Regions from separate parts of the Hordeum vulgare genome. Here region 2 is linked to region 1. A link is a contact called in public Hi-C data. All regions are on one chromosome and are shown on one strand. Each heading gives the region's core, a stretch centred on a gene start, on an enhancer-like site or on the middle of the called end of the contact. The rest is flanking DNA. Distances are from core to core; before and after follow the strand shown.

The links. Hi-C and Micro-C count contacts between places; a contact is called where the count stands out from the background.
Region 2: a Hi-C map of leaf shows a contact between it and region 1, with 3 times the contacts expected there. The contact joins the promoter of LOC123445924 here to the enhancer-like site in region 1. A contact is called at or near these places in 2 of 6 Hi-C or Micro-C datasets (leaf and seedling) and 1 of 1 datasets of contacts at active chromatin or transcription factors (embryo).

What each region holds. Positions count from the first base shown.
Region 1 is chr1H:467,846,897-467,850,932 of MorexV3_pseudomolecules_assembly, reverse strand. No RefSeq gene overlaps it. Among protein-coding and RNA genes, the nearest start is that of LOC123415296, 11 kb to the right of the region's middle. Within about 2 kb of position 2,167, at least 1 of the 3 cell types and tissues checked has open chromatin away from gene starts, as enhancers often do. A contact at or near this core is called in leaf, where this site is marked.
Region 2 is chr1H:467,951,137-467,955,172 of MorexV3_pseudomolecules_assembly, reverse strand. It overlaps LOC123445924, which reads right to left and starts at 1,718. Exons shown (of 2, transcript XM_045122819.1): 1 at 231-1,718; 2 at 1-128. The coding sequence starts at 1,441.

The DNA of each region.
Region 1 (4,036 bases), core at 918-3,417:
ATGATGCCTTCTGCGTTGACCCAATCTCTACTGCCACGAAGGGTGGCGGTGAGGTATGTACGCCTACCAGCACACCGGATGACGATAGGTAGGAAGATTAGGGCAACTCCAACCGTTCGACCCAAGCGAACGCACGCAATGTCCGCATTTTGTCTGTTTGGATCGATCCGACGGACATGTTATTCGCTTTTGCAATTAGATTATCGCTTGCACATAATACGATCACAACCCTTTTTAGACGATGCAAAAAAGAAATCATAATAAAATATTTAGAAATATAAGTATCATTAATTAAACATTTAGTGCCGGCCTCAAAGGCCGACAATAGTTCACAACTTCACATTACCTTCAACATAAAAATAAATAAATTAAAAATGAGGAGGCACGATGCTTTGGACGTCCTTTTCGTCGTCGTCGTCGTCGGAGCCGGTGAGGTCGACGTGCGTCGGCGCCAGGCCAGTCCACGGAAAGGCCGTCTCCCACGCGTCGGCGACGTCGTCCGCCGGTGGTTGCACCGACGCTCATTGGACACCACGTCGCTCCTCCTCCTCAGCTTCGGCCTCGTGCCCCATCAGCTCATTCCATCGGGCCTGTGTGCCCTCCTTCGACACATGTCGCTGTCGCCAATGCTCCAAGTAGGTCACCTCCTGCTCCGACGTCGCACCCAGCCAGACTGGTGGCGCGCAGACCCACTCGCGCACCACCCCATCCCAGACGTACAACTTGGGCGTGAGGACCAGCGATCCTGGCTCGGCAGGGACGGCGGGGCCCCGGCGGCACGACGCAGTCGTCGACAACGGAGAGTGCCGTGGCCTCCGCCAGCTGCTTCTGGTAGGCCGCCTCCTCCTCCTCCTCCTCCTTGAGGCGCGCTTCCTCCTCGCTTGCACACAGGACGGACGCCAGCGCGTTCTGGTACGCCGCCCTCCGTTGTGTGGTCTTCTTCTCGCACGACGAAGGGCGGCGACTGTCCAGCCACCACATCGCGGACGCCACGCCAGTGCTGCTCCTCGTGCTCCCATGCAAACCAGACATCCCAATCGAGAGAGTCTGCAGCGTAGACGGCATTGCGCCGCTGCTCTGGTGCCAGCTGCTGTCGCCGGCGCCTCACCTCCCCCACATGCGCCCGCGCCGATCGCGGCATCGCTCGCAGTGGGATTCTCTCCGTATCCAAATGCCCGTCATGCGGCAGCGTGACATCTGGGTAGGTGAGGGGGACGCGATACTCCTAGTGCCACGACGCCTAGTGCACTGGTATGCTCATCCGCTGCCGAGGCGGACGAAAGGAAGACGCCGACAACGGGAGCGCGGGGGACTTGCCCTTGTCTTTGTTGGAGAAAAAGTCCATGGTAGCTTGGGTTTTGCTGCCAATGGGGAAGTAGTGTGTGGCTAGATGTCGATGGGGCGGCTTCAAGAAGAGGAAGAGCCCCCTTCCCCCGCTCGGATTAAAAAAGGACGTTTGTGGGTTGGTGACGTGTGGACCTACGGTGGGCGGTCGTCGTTAATAAAAAGGCGTAGGGTTTGACCGGGTATCACGTGTGGACGGACTCGGACATGAGAAGGCGTACGCCGCGTCCGTTTCACGTCCGCGCAGACCCATTTTACGCATAATTTTGAATTGAAAATGGGTCCGGGCGAACATGTTTTGGATTTTGGTCGACCCGTTGGACCCCCACTTTTATCCGCACCCACGGACACGAACGGACAATTTGGTTTGCTGCATTAGACTTGCTCTTAAATTAGATTTTGTATTTTACAAACGAGATCACATGAGGTAAACTATGCCGAAAGGATCAAAACAGTGAAATCGGCCTCGACCGCCGGGTTGGCGTCATCCGCGAAAAGTTTCCGCCGTCGCCGTCGCCGTCGTAGTCTGTCTCCGTTCCTTCTTTTGGTCGTGAGGAGGAGGTCGCTGAATGCTACGCCCGGCACCTTTTCGTCAGTTTTGGCACGGTTCTCTCCTATCATGCTCTCCTCCTACCATGCGCTGTGCAGATATTTGTGTAATTGCGTCCAACGAGCACGCCGTATCAATCAACGCAGTATCCATCCATGGAAATATGGATGAATCATGTAGCCCTTTTTTTCTCTCTTTTCAACGGGCTGAGACTCGAATCGCTTCTCCGTGGCGCATTGCTCATCGGAAGGGGGTGTACAAGTTGAAGGCCATATCTTCTGCATGCACGTGTGGCGTGCGTGCTCCAAGTTATCCAGAAGCACTGCTTTTCACAACAAGGATAACTTGAAACATATCGCGAGTATACGCTTTTTCCACGTCCACCGGCTAGTTCACGTTCGACCTGATCTGCCGCGTAAGCCTTAGCACCAGTCAATCCTGCTTGTGTGGCGCTGGGTGCGGCAAATATCCCCAAGAGAGACTGAAATTCATATCTTCCCGTTTTCGGGCAACCGTCGCGCAAAAGATCGATATTATACGGAAAGCGAAGCACGCCAGCTTGTGCCGAAAGCTCATGCGCTGTCTTGTCTTCTTTGGAAGCTTCCCCGTGATTTCAGGCATAATAAATTTACTTCGACGAAAATGTCTAGAACACATCTACATGTGTTCTAATCTAATGAAACATAATAAAAAAAACAATGTTCTTATGAATCTTCGCATAAGATCAGTGATATATGATTTAAATGTGCAATATTTACAACACATTTAGATGTCCTTTAGCAAACTGTTTACTTTTACTAGATAGCTAGTGTTACCGTTGTGTAAAGTTGGGCTAAAGCAAGTACGCGTAAATGAAGAAAAAAAAATGGAACACAAACAAATCTTCAAATGTTTATTCAGCACGTATAAGAAAAGTTATATATGTGTACTTTAAAAGACAACAAGTATTTGCAAAATAGAAACAAACAAAAAAAAGGTACTACAAAACTTGAAGAATACCAATAAAAACCTGTAGAGAAAAGCACAAATAGTGAGAAAAGGGAAAACCCGATGGAAAACCAAACGAAGGGCCCCTAAAACCAGTTCCTCTTTCCTGTGGAAGGTTCCCAAAATGGCTGAAATGGGCCAGCCTAGTCACTGAATGATACATATGAGAAATCAATCTATCTCGCGGTAAGCAAGATATAGCATCATATACACCTAAATAGTTCATCCCATACTATTTTTATTATCTTAACACGCACACATGCAACATCATCAAAGCCCACCACAACAAGCATAAGAATTATTTTCCTGTATTAATTGATCCCCACTAATTCTACTTATTTTAACATGCACACATAATCCATGCACATGTATCACCTCAATAAAGGCCCACCAAACACGCATGGGAAAAAGTCCATTATATTACACCAACTATATCCAATAAATAGTTATCAACTATGTAATAAACCAATACAATATGTAATATGTATTTTAGCATTTTTATATAAGTAATCCAATTGTTTCATACAACCAAATTTTACTGAAATATATTGCCCCTAAATAGTTCATCCTCACTACTTTTATTATCTTAATATGCACATGTGCCACATGATAAAAGGCCCACCACAACATGCATAATAATCGATTTTCCTTATTAATTGATCCCCACTAATTCTATTTCTTTCCACATTCACACATAATCCATGCACATATGTCACCTTATCAAAGGCCCACACCAAACATGCATAGGAAAATTTCCATTATATTATACTGCATATATTCAATAAATAGTTTTCAACTATGCAATGAAGCAATACGATATGTAATATGTAATTTTAGTTTTCATACACTATTAATCCAAATGTTTCATACAAACAATTAAAAAAATGTTTTGTACAACTAAATTTTACTGAAATATATTGCAACATATTCCCACCGCAACGTACGGGGTATCATCTAGTTTTTGTCACGAATACTCAAAGACCGCGTATCATTTCATTGATAGGTAGAAAGAAACAAAAGTGAGATACATCAGAGAATGGAGGAGCACCACACAAGGTCTGGGAAGAGCGGAAAGGGATACAACACGACACAAACTCTCTAAGCTAAAATCTAGCATCAAAGACAAAGAGATGAGATAAATGGCATCAATACCAC
Region 2 (4,036 bases), core at 469-2,968, 100 kb before region 1:
CCTCCTGGTACGTCTCCTCCGCCGCCTCGACGTCGTCCCGCGCCTTCCACAGGAAGGTCGCGTACCGGCTCAGCGCCTCCGCGTCCGTCGGCTCCGCCTGCACCGCCCGCTCAAAGTAGTGCTCCGCCCTGCGATCAACACGGAGTTGCGAAATCAGTAACCACGGTAAAAAAAGAAAGAGCTGAAGTGGCGTTTCGTCGAACAATTGGTGGGCGTGGCCGAGGGCGTACCTCGTGTGGTCCTTCCGCGTGAGGTAGAGGAATTGGGCGAAGTTGGCGAGGATGAGCGAATTGTTGGGCTCCTCTGACACGGCCAGCTCGTATCCCTGCTCCGTCCGCGCGTACTCGCCGACGTCCTCCGTCTCGATCTCCGCCTCCACCGGCGCGACGAGGCTCCCCAACACGCTTGGATCCGTCAACTCATCGGCGCGTGCGTCGGCCTGCATGCTCGAGGCCTCCGCGGCCATCCTATCCCAGATGGCCTGCTCGTCCACGGCGGCGGCGTCCGCGCCCATCCCCGCCAGCGGCGCAAGTTGCTGTGGCGCGACGCGGTTAAGACTGTAGCGGGATTCGTCCCACCGGTCATCGCTGGAAGCGCCCGCGACGGGGCGAACATCGCCGCCACCCCCGCTGCCCCCACCGACCGACGCAGTCCGGCCAGACGAGAATGTCTTGACAGAGACAGCATCGAACCGCGGGTTGGATGGCTCGTTGTGCTGGGCGTCGACCAGTGTGGCAGCCGCGGCGGCGGGCAGGGTCGGTGAGACGGCGGCAGCGGCGACGCTGTGGCTCATGGAGTGGACGGAGAAGTTGGCGAGGAGAAGCATAAGGGAGAGCATGAGCGCCGGGGTGGCGGCGAAGATGTGCTGGAAGAGCCAGACGAAGGAGGCGTGCATCTCGCCATGAGCGCGCGCCAGGACGCCCTGCAGGTCGTCGCAGAGCAGGGCCTCCTGCATCTGCTGCAGCGCGAAGCTCTGCAGCTCCTGCACGATGAGCACCATGGACGAGAAGGCGCGGCCCACCGACTCACCGGCGGAGCCAAGGAGCAGCCGCTCGTCCCACCGCGACCGCGGCGCCACCTGCTGCTGCTTCTTCTTCCGCTTCAGCATTCGAAGGGACAGGGGCAGGCCGACGGCGCTGGCGCTCCGCTCCAGGCTCGGCGGCCACCCGCATCCCGCCGTCCGCGCCCCTGCCGACGCCGCCAGCTCCTCGATCCTCCTCAAGAACTCCAAGTCCCCGCCTCCCGTCCCGTCGATGCTAGCGCTCAGCGCGCACCTCGCGGGCCGCCCCTCGCCACGCCGGCGCGCCACAAGACCGCCCGGCGCGGAGGATCTCACGAGCATGCCGCAGCCGCCGCCGAGGAATGGCGACCGGGAGGAAGTGGAGGGCGCCGAGGAGGGCGCGCACGGCGATGGCACGACGGCCGCGACCTGGAAGCCCATGACTTGTCTTTGCCTAGTCCCCTTCCCTGCGCGCGGCGAGAACCCTCGGCCTTTGGTTGGGCCTCGAGATCAGCACCGCGAGCGCGAGGGAGGTGTGGAAGCCAGCGGTGGAAGGAGGCGGCTCGCTAACGAAGGGAAGGCGTCGGGGGGTGGGCTTTAAACCAAAGGATCCGGAGGGGCGTGCGCGTCTTGCCGTCTTGTTCGGCCTCCCGTGAGCCGTGAGCCGTGAGCGTGAAGCGTCCTAGTGGTAGTGTCACTGTTGTCTGTTGGAGTGTAGTGTACTGAAGATGAAAAAATTTCTATAACCGTGTAATCAGAACAGCAAAAAAAATCTTGGAAATTTTCCGTGGAAAATGTACTTCTTAGACCTGTGTTGATTTTGTACCCCTACAAAAAGGATCTTTGTGATTTTGTAGCCAACTTTTTGATGAAAAAGCCTTGTACCCAAATACAACCAAATTTGTTTTTTGTAAATCATAATACAAAATCAAGAATGCTTACTTTTGAAATAAAGGTCAAACGATCAGTGGCTCGCTAGCAAAGAACTGCAAGGGGAAAAGTACGAAATATGATTGTTTGGGGAGGCTAATGACTACTTTTTCTTTAGTTTTAGTCCCTAGAAAAATAATCTTCACTGTTTTTCCCAAGACCTCGTTTGGTTAAGGGGGATTGAAGAGGTTTTAAGAGGAAAATTCCCGGGGGGTCAGAAACCCCACAGATCCTCGGGCGTCCATTTGATAGGAGGGGTTTTCTTAGCCCAATCCCCTCCGTTCCCCTTCAATCCCTTCCTATCCATGTGTTTCAAAACCCTCCTCGGAGGACTAGTGGAAGCAAAAACTCCGGGGATTTGAGAGGATTGGGTGGAACAAAGGAATTCACCCAATCCCCTGAAATCCCTTCCTCTCAAAACCTCCCCAATCCTCCTTAACCAAACGAGGCCTAATGGCAGGGGGGGGGGGGGGGGCACAGCCCCTCAAAGACTGCACATAGCTCTGTCTTTGCACACGATAAGTCTATTTTGTCTTTTGTTTAAGAATATGTTATTTGGCAAATTTCGTCATGAAGGTGATGCTAGCAAACGTACTCCCTGCCATCTGTTCTAGCCATACGGATATTGGTGCAAATCCGACGCAGCTCTCTCAAAGAGTTTGTTGTAAGTGCGTATCCGGGAATCAAACTCGCTTCCTCTTGCAATTCGGCTAGAGAGGTCTTTGTGAACACTTCTGCTTTCAAACACATTTAATGTATTCGAGCTATTTGTTTTAAATTTGTTTTTCATTAAAGTCATTGTTTGAAGAACAGAGATCCCTACTTTTTAGAGCTGACTTTTTTCCCTAAACATGCCACATGCATTTTTTATTGTATGTAGCACGACAATTTCCATGTCCTTTTAATGTCCCCCATGGAAACTTTTTATAAGAGCATGTCATTTAATAATTAGTAACATGAAATACTCTTAAGAGGATGACTGTTTCATTATTAAGGGCATAGAATTTTATTATTAAGAGCATGACATTTCTATTATTAAGATGATGGCAATTTCATTATTAAGAGCATGCCATTTTTATTATTAGTAACATGCTCATTTTTATTTGTCAAGGAGATGAAACTTTTATCATTAAGAGCATGAAATTTTTATTATTAATACCATGACAGTTTTAATATTAAGAGCATGACATTTTTTACTATTAAGAGCGTGTCAGTTTCACTATCAAGAGCATGTCATTTTTGTCATTAGTAACAAGGGCATTTTTATTTGTCAAGGGGGTGAAATTTTTATCACTAAGAGCATGGAAATTTTATTATTAATAACATGGCATTCTTATTACTAAGACATGGCATTTTTATTACGAGCATGTTGATTTTATTATTAAGGGCACGCCATTTTTATTATTAGTAACATGCACATTCTTGTTTGTCAAGGAGATGAAATTTTATCATTAAGAGCATGGAATTTTTATTAATAATAACATGTCATTTTATTATTAAGAGCATGTCATTTTTACTATTAAGATCATGTCACTTTCATTATTAAGAGCATGCCATTCTTGTTATTAGTAACATGGGCATTTTTATTTGTCAATGGGTTGAAAACTTTTATCGTTAAGAGCATGGTATTTTATTATTAATAACATGACATTTTTATTACTAAGAGCATGTCATTCTAATTATGAGCATGTCAGTTTCATTATTAAGAGCATGTAATTTTTATTATTAGTAACATGGGCATTTTTATTTGTCAAGGGGGGGGGGGGGATTTATCATTAAAAGCATGGAATTTTTATTATTAATAATATGACATTTTTATACTTAAGAGCATGATGATTTTATTATTAATAGGTGGAAGCTTTATTTTCTAGATCATGACCTTCTTATTAATATTGACATGACCTTTTTATTATAAAAAAGATGCAATTTTTAATGCCAAGATGATGGCATTTTTTAAAACAAAAGGATGGACTTTTTATTTTCAATTGCATGGTAGATAATTAGGTTTATCTAGGTAAAATATTGTATCAGAAGATGTCAGTTTTACAAAGAAGTACAATATTATATATATTTTTCAAAAGCATGCCGTTTTTATAAATATTTCTT